Linked DNA regions of Sus scrofa: region 2 is linked to region 1. A link is a contact called in public Hi-C data. All regions are on one chromosome and are shown on one strand. Each heading gives the region's core, a stretch centred on a gene start, on an enhancer-like site or on the middle of the called end of the contact. The rest is flanking DNA. Distances are from core to core; before and after follow the strand shown.

Evidence for each region. A called contact is a pair of places that touch in the nucleus more often than the background predicts.
Region 2: a Hi-C map of embryonic fibroblasts shows a contact between it and region 1, with 5 times the contacts expected there. The contact joins two enhancer-like sites. A contact is called at or near these places in 5 of 47 Hi-C or Micro-C datasets (embryonic fibroblasts, liver and skeletal muscle) and 1 of 2 datasets of contacts at active chromatin or transcription factors (skeletal muscle).

What each region holds. Positions count from the first base shown.
Region 1 is chr11:66,517,160-66,520,492 of Sscrofa11.1, forward strand. The region is part of intron 1 of MBNL2 (muscleblind-like protein 2); the gene reads left to right. Among named protein-coding and RNA genes, the nearest start is that of MBNL2, 37 kb to the left of the region's middle. Within about 2 kb of position 1,737, at least 54 of the 83 cell types and tissues checked have an H3K27ac peak or open chromatin away from gene starts, as enhancers often do. A contact at or near this core is called in embryonic fibroblasts and skeletal muscle, where this site is marked.
Region 2 is chr11:66,593,821-66,597,153 of Sscrofa11.1, forward strand. MBNL2 (muscleblind-like protein 2) reads left to right here. Exons shown (of 10, transcript XM_021065800.1): 4 at 1,071-1,271. Among named protein-coding and RNA genes, the nearest start is that of RAP2A, 84 kb to the right of the region's middle. Within about 2 kb of position 1,706, at least 17 of the 83 cell types and tissues checked have an H3K27ac peak or open chromatin away from gene starts, as enhancers often do. A contact at or near this core is called in embryonic fibroblasts and skeletal muscle, where this site is marked.

The DNA of each region.
Region 1 (3,333 bases), core at 487-2,986:
GGAAGTTACAAGTTTAAAGGCTGGCTCAAGGGCATGTGTTTGTGTAAGCGCCATCGCTTAACTCTCAGTAGCATGGATGTAAGTAAACCATTCATTTCTCATTTAGATGCAGAATTATGTAAAACCCTAGGAAGGTCATTTTGATTGCTGCCAAGATGACCCATTTCAATAAGCTAGACATCATTTACATCTACACATAGAGTTTTATTGTCATCATAAAAATGACTTCCAATTTCATCTCTGTTAAAAAGAGACTCCATCGGGGGAGTTCCCTGGTGGCCTAGCAGTTAAGGACTTGGCGTTGACACTGCTGTGGCTTGGGTTACTGCTGTGGCTGGGGGTTGATCTCTGGCCTGGGAACTTTTGTGTGCTTTAAGCAAAACTCCACCCCCACCCCCCACCAAAGACACTGCATTAGAAAAATAATACTTGAAATGTAAAAGCATTACTTCACGGTCAAGTTGCTTTTCCATACATAGTGTTAGGGACAAAACAGAAAAATTCAGGGACTGGGATAGGCAGCTGCGGAATGATCTGCATGCCACAGAAGGTGTTATTCCGGCTCCGCCGTTTTTCCTCTCTCTCATTTTATCTTGTCAGATTTGGTTTGATTCAAAGCTATTGGTTTCCTTAGAGAAGGAGGTCAGACCAGTTTCAGGAATAAGCAGCGCTAGAAGAGCAATTGAAGTATGCACATGGGAGCCCAGATGATAGAATCATTTTGAAAAATAATGAACAGGTGACTTGAGAGCCTGTCGTGAGGGTGGTATCACAGGTTATACCAGGTTATTAATTTTCCGACGCAGCAGTATACCTCCTAAAAAACACTTAAAGGAAAATGGATGTGTTTTTTGAAAGAAATGCAATGGCAGAGCAGAATTAAGGAACTGAGTGAAATTCATGTCAGTACACCTGAGCAGGCAGGACCACTTACATCTAAATAAGGATTGTGTGTTTGGGGGGGAAAATGTGCAAAATATGTAGTTAAGAGAGCAGGGTTTGGTACGTTAAAATAGAGGTCTAAGGATCTCTTGGTTCATCTACAGGATAACTAAGGACCCCCCTCTCCGTTGTGTGTTTGTTCCTGTGTTTCACGATGGATGCTTGGGAGATGGCTCCGCGAGCTCCACATCAAAAGGGGAGCACGTCCCTTGGGCAGGGCGTGGTCATCAGGTTTTATTTCCAGTTTGCTCCTCCTTCCCAGGAAGGAGGGGGAGCTCCGCCCATTCCTCAGTCTCCCCCGCCGTAAAATGGGAAGAAGCCTGTTTGCCACTTCCGAAGTAGCTCGTGACCAGGAGCCGTCCAGCCCGTGACTCTTTTTTTTCCTTTCCCTCTTTTCCCTGTTGCACTCTTCAAAGCGGTGGCCCGCTGTTGCCATGGTGACGCAGCCCTGGGTGACGTTGCTTAGAAATAATGACAACTGGCGGCAGCGGGGAAGCAGAGCCAGGGTGGTGATTAGGCTCTGGGGAGGGCCCTGTCTGGGCGGAGAGGCAGCACCAGAAGGAAGGCCTGGGAGGGCCAGCTTGATGGAACAAGTCGTGAGTGCTGATGCTACCTGCCTCCTGCAATTAGCAACATGTTACCCAATAAGGCCGGGTATCAGCATCGGCCTGCAGTGCATTTGTATAGAATATCCATTTTGTTGCCAGGTTTACCCTTTTACATTCCTCAGCGTTCCCGGTTCTAAGTGCAGTAATATTTGTTGTTGATTTCCATTCTAGCAGCTCGGTTTCCTGAAAGATAAGAGGAACTGTTGACTCACACTGTTTTTGGAGCCTGCTTTGTACTTGGGACATGAGTCATGCCTTGTCAATGGTGATTTTTTAAAAAGTGTGGCAGGAAATTGATTTTTTTTTTTTTTAACTTCTAGGGTGAGTGAAATGACAATAAAATTAAAGTCCTATTTTAGTCGATTGACCTCTCCTTGATCCTGAATTCCTGGGTTCTATTTTTTTGTGCTGAAGTCAAATGGTGCTCTGTAGGGAAATTCTTATTTGGTTAAATATTAATGAAGTACCGTCACCTGCCTGCCTGACCCTGCTGGTATCTTTCCCACAGTGTTCAAATGAGTCTCCTTCTGCGGGCTTCTGAACCCTTCAAACATCCAGTCTACCTAACCCATATCTGGTTCCGTGACAGAGGAGTTGCGTTCCGCAAAGTTAGTGGGGTGGGGTTTGGCATTGGCCGTGGAAGTGATCTCAGAGAGACAACGGTGAGTGATGGCTTGAAGCGAGATCTTAATTCTCTGCTCAGGAATTGATCCTGGGCAGCCTGGGTGCAAACCAGGAGTCCTAGCTGACTAGCTAGAGGTTGGAAGCAGGGTTGCCCTGATTCTTGCTCCCTGTTGAAAGCAAGAATGTTTCAGGGAGGCAAGGGCTGTAAAAACAGGTATGAAGTTTATTGTTGGAAACACAGCACCACACGTGGGAGAGCACACAGAGAAATAGTTTAAGACAGAGGCAAGGCGATACACACCCAAAAGAGGAGTGAGGGTGTGGGCGTCTCCCTGAGTGAGCAGCGCACCCGAGAGGTGATTTAAATCACTTATAAAGCACGGTTCTTCCAGGGTTTTGCTTCCTTTGGCCAGTTACCTTGTTTTATTTCTCACACCTGTCTGGACCCAGGGCCCTCCCTGACATGCATGTGCATCTTTTAGCAAAGATGGATTCCAGCGCAAAGCATTCTGGTGCAGCATCAGGATCTATTATGGCCTGGCACCCCCTCCTTTTTTGACCCCCAGGAGTCTTTCTGCGCATGTGTGATTGGGGAGGTCTCCTTGACCCCAGGAGGGGTTGAAGTGGTCATCTTACCTTTCTACTCCAGCAGAGTTCAGCTCCTGCCAGTAACTTTCTCCTTGATGCGTCAAAGAGAAGCAAGTACCAACTTAGCCTGACAGGTCTCAGCTCTTCTTAGCCCAGAGGCCCATCTACCGCCTACCTGAAAAAGAGGTTGGAGAGCTAGAAGGTTCTTCCCGGCAGAATCTTTCTGGGATGTATTCAACACCGGATCACAAATCTCAAGAAGGATGGGACCCGGCAGTGGCACTGCCTCAGGGGACCAGGACAGACGAAAATGTACTCTCTCTGGTCTTCAGAGATCCTCCCGCCAACCCCGTGTTGAGGGTCCGTGTGGCTCAGAAATTGGGCCTTCACTTGGTGGGGAACACCAGGGCCAGGGATGGGCCGTCTTGGAGCTCAGTCTTATCAGGAAACAAATTCACATCCATTTTTAGAATCTTTTTTTTTTTGGCTGGCAGCCTTCAGGAGCCAGTATTGTTCCCATTCAGAAAGTTCGAGACATCCTCCAGGTCCAGGAGCAGAGCCGCTCCCAGTA
Region 2 (3,333 bases), core at 456-2,955, 77 kb after region 1:
CAATATTAGAAAATTGCATTAACATGTGATCGCAAATATCTGAAAACTGGTCCTAAAAATAGTTTAAAAGTCATCCAATAACTAAAAACAAACAAACCAACAAAAAACATTCGGGTCCAAGTCAGTGCAAAATTCATTCCAAGAAAAGTCTTTCATCTGGCATCTTAAATTTTTAACATTAGTTCTTTTAAAGTAAAGCAAAATGTGTTGTTCTCTTAAAGGTACATTATTTCCCTTCTGAAAGGCATATTTTCAGGTGAAGCTTTTAAAAATAACCCTCTAATATATTTCTTCTTACCCCTGGACAAAGGGTATATTTGTAGGTACTGTGTGCCTTTGTCACTGCTGCATTGATTTTGTGACGTAGGAAACCAAACCAACTTTTAATGGCCCATTGAAAAGTTCAGACTTTTCCATCCAACCTTTCAGGAAAGAAAGATTAGATCTAGACATAGTTAAACTAGAGCAAGAACTAGCTGGTCTAAATGAAAACTGCCTGTGCATTTTGGGATTGTACATGCTAGTGATGGAACATAGAAATATACTGGTAAGTCGGAGCGAAACAAAATACCAAGCAGTCCCCACTTTTTGAGAATGTATAAGCTTGGTCAGCCGAAACACCAGTGATAAGCAAGGTTTTTCTTTCTGCCTCTCCCTTTGAAAGACACGTAGGAGAAATCAAAGGTCATGAGCCAGCATTCCATAAGTCTTATTACCACCTTCGTGTTAAAACATTCAGTAGTTTGGAATGAGTAGTTAGAGTGAAATTATTTTCTTTTCTGAGAACACGTTCACAGGAATAAACATTTAACCTGGCCCTTCTAGTTAGGTTTCTAGGATGTTTTGCAGGTGTTTGTATGATTTGGGGAAGAGAGGATCTCCACAGATTTCATTTTTACTAAACAAAAACAGAGAAGTTCAGTGAGTTTTCAAAGTTCAGCACTGATTTATGCAACTAGCACAAAGAGTCTTGCATGGAAAGAATAAGTTTTGCTCAAATGACGCTTGCGGGTGACTTTTTAAAGTTTTATTCTAAGAAATCTTTGTCCTGTGTTATTTTCCTTTAACAGCCCACTTTTCCTGTAGGTCCCGCAATAGGGACAAATACGGCGATTAGCTTTGCTCCTTACTTAGCACCTGTAACCCCTGGAGTTGGGTTAGTCCCAACGGAAATTCTACCCACCACACCTGTCATTGTTCCCGGAAGTCCACCTGTCACTGTCCCGGGCTCAACTGCAACTCAGAAACTTCTCAGGACTGACAAACTGGAGGTACTTCAATTATTTTTGTGCTCTGAGATGTCTTTGCGGTCGAAGTATAGTTCTTTGTGAGAGAATGTTTGCAAGATATTCAGTCTTAGGAAACAGCCATCCACACACATCCACCGCAAATGAATCATGCATTCCTAATTCTGTCCTTTGACTGTAAGGCCAAGTATAAAGTAGCCTGAAAAGGGAAAAGAATTCATTTAATACAAACACAAATCTGTTGTGTGGACTGTGTGTTGAGGGGCAAAATGTGTAACAACACATGGAACACTGAATCAGTCACAACGCGGGCGTGGAGTGGCGCCCGAAGGCCTCCAGCTGTGCCAGACATTCACCTTTGCTGGATCCGAAAGGTCTGGGAACAGCAGGTTCGTAGGCCGGCAGCCAGGGCCAGGGAGACGCCCAGAGATGGGGTGGGAGGAAGCAGGTCTGTGACTACTGACCCAGTGCTGTGGTCCTATTGCAGAAGGTTGAGACCTAGTCGTGTTCTGGTTTGTCAGCCCAGGTTGTATGCAGGTGAGCAAGGGGAGCTGGAGGCTGGGAATTTTTCCTTATTGATTTGAGGTACTTTAACTTAAATTCAAGTATTTTTACAAGAGTCAGGGAAACAAATTCACATATTTGTAAAACATAATTCTTAAGCCATGTGTCAGACCAACTCACCTATACTATACTGGGTAAGATTTCTCTTTAATCAGGGGAGTCATCCATTTATCTTAACTACTGTATCTGATGATATTTAATAGAGTGTTTCATATGGGTGTCTAAAGAGCCTGATAGATTTTTCAAAGAGCTTGATTCCAGTTGTTAGGTGGTATATATGTATGCCACTGCTTTATGTTAGATCATTCTAGAATGTTCGTTCAATGTGCATTCGTTTAAATATTTACCCAGTAAATCTTGAAAACCATAAAACCGTTGCTCAATGTTAGGTTCAATCTGGAGTATATGGATCCCACAACGAAAAGACTATCAACTCCCATTTCTACTGTTTTGATCAAGCCCATCTCCGTGAATACGGAGCCCTCTCATGGGGCTGGAAAAGAGTTTGGAGCTCCACCTGGTGGACCCATAAAGCTTTCATGTTCAGTACGTGACTGCGTCGTTTAGAAAGCAAATTAAATCCGCAGAGTTGGGAACAAGTTGTCCTTCCCAGCAGGACTGGTAGACAATGACATATGTAAAAATGATTCACAAGGACTTTAGCAAAGCAGCTTGCTATTCATTCAAACCAGGAATGAAGCTGGCTGCACACAGAGCCCCAGGTGAATGACTGAGAGCTGGTCTACGCTCATGCAGTCTCAGCCTGAAGTCACTCCACGCATAGGGGGAGGCTTGCTCAGAATCTGTGGGAACATCTTAGTAACTTTTATTTTGTACATTTCATGAGCTAAAGATGGAATGTGGGATAACGCTCCAAAGTTAGAAGGAAGCAATGAATAATTTTGTGATTGATCCTTTAAACTCGCTTGGCCCCTGGTCAGTGAAACTCTATTTCCCGAGTACGTTTGACTCTCACAAGGCTTGAGTCATGTCAGTGACCCTTCCTATGATGTCGCAAAGGATCAAGATATGAACCACCACGTTAAGCACATCGACTTTGGGGGTGGAGCCTGGGAAGAACATCACTTACAATTTTACTAGCAGTTCTTCCCTGACAATGATATTTATAAATATATGTATTATGTGTTTGTTATTTGTGTCGTTCATGTTATCAATATTAAGCGCAAGATTAAGAATACCCGGTAAATTCCAAAGAAAAATTTTTTGTAAACTCTTTGATCCATGAGCATGCTCAGCGGATGGAGCATGAGCCTAAGATTTCAGGATAATTAAGGATTGAGGAGTAAAAGCGAAACAACACTGAAACACCTCAAACTCTATGCTCCTCCCCTCCTTTCATTTCTTTCCCTTTATCTCTTCCCCTATTTCTCTCCTTTTCCTCTTTTCTTTATCTTCTTTCTGTGCTGTCAAAAAATAATACTATTGTGACTTTAGATGAAAGTTTTAGTGTCTTAGATGTTGTAGTTCTTCTAATTGATGGTATAAACTTACCTTATCTTTG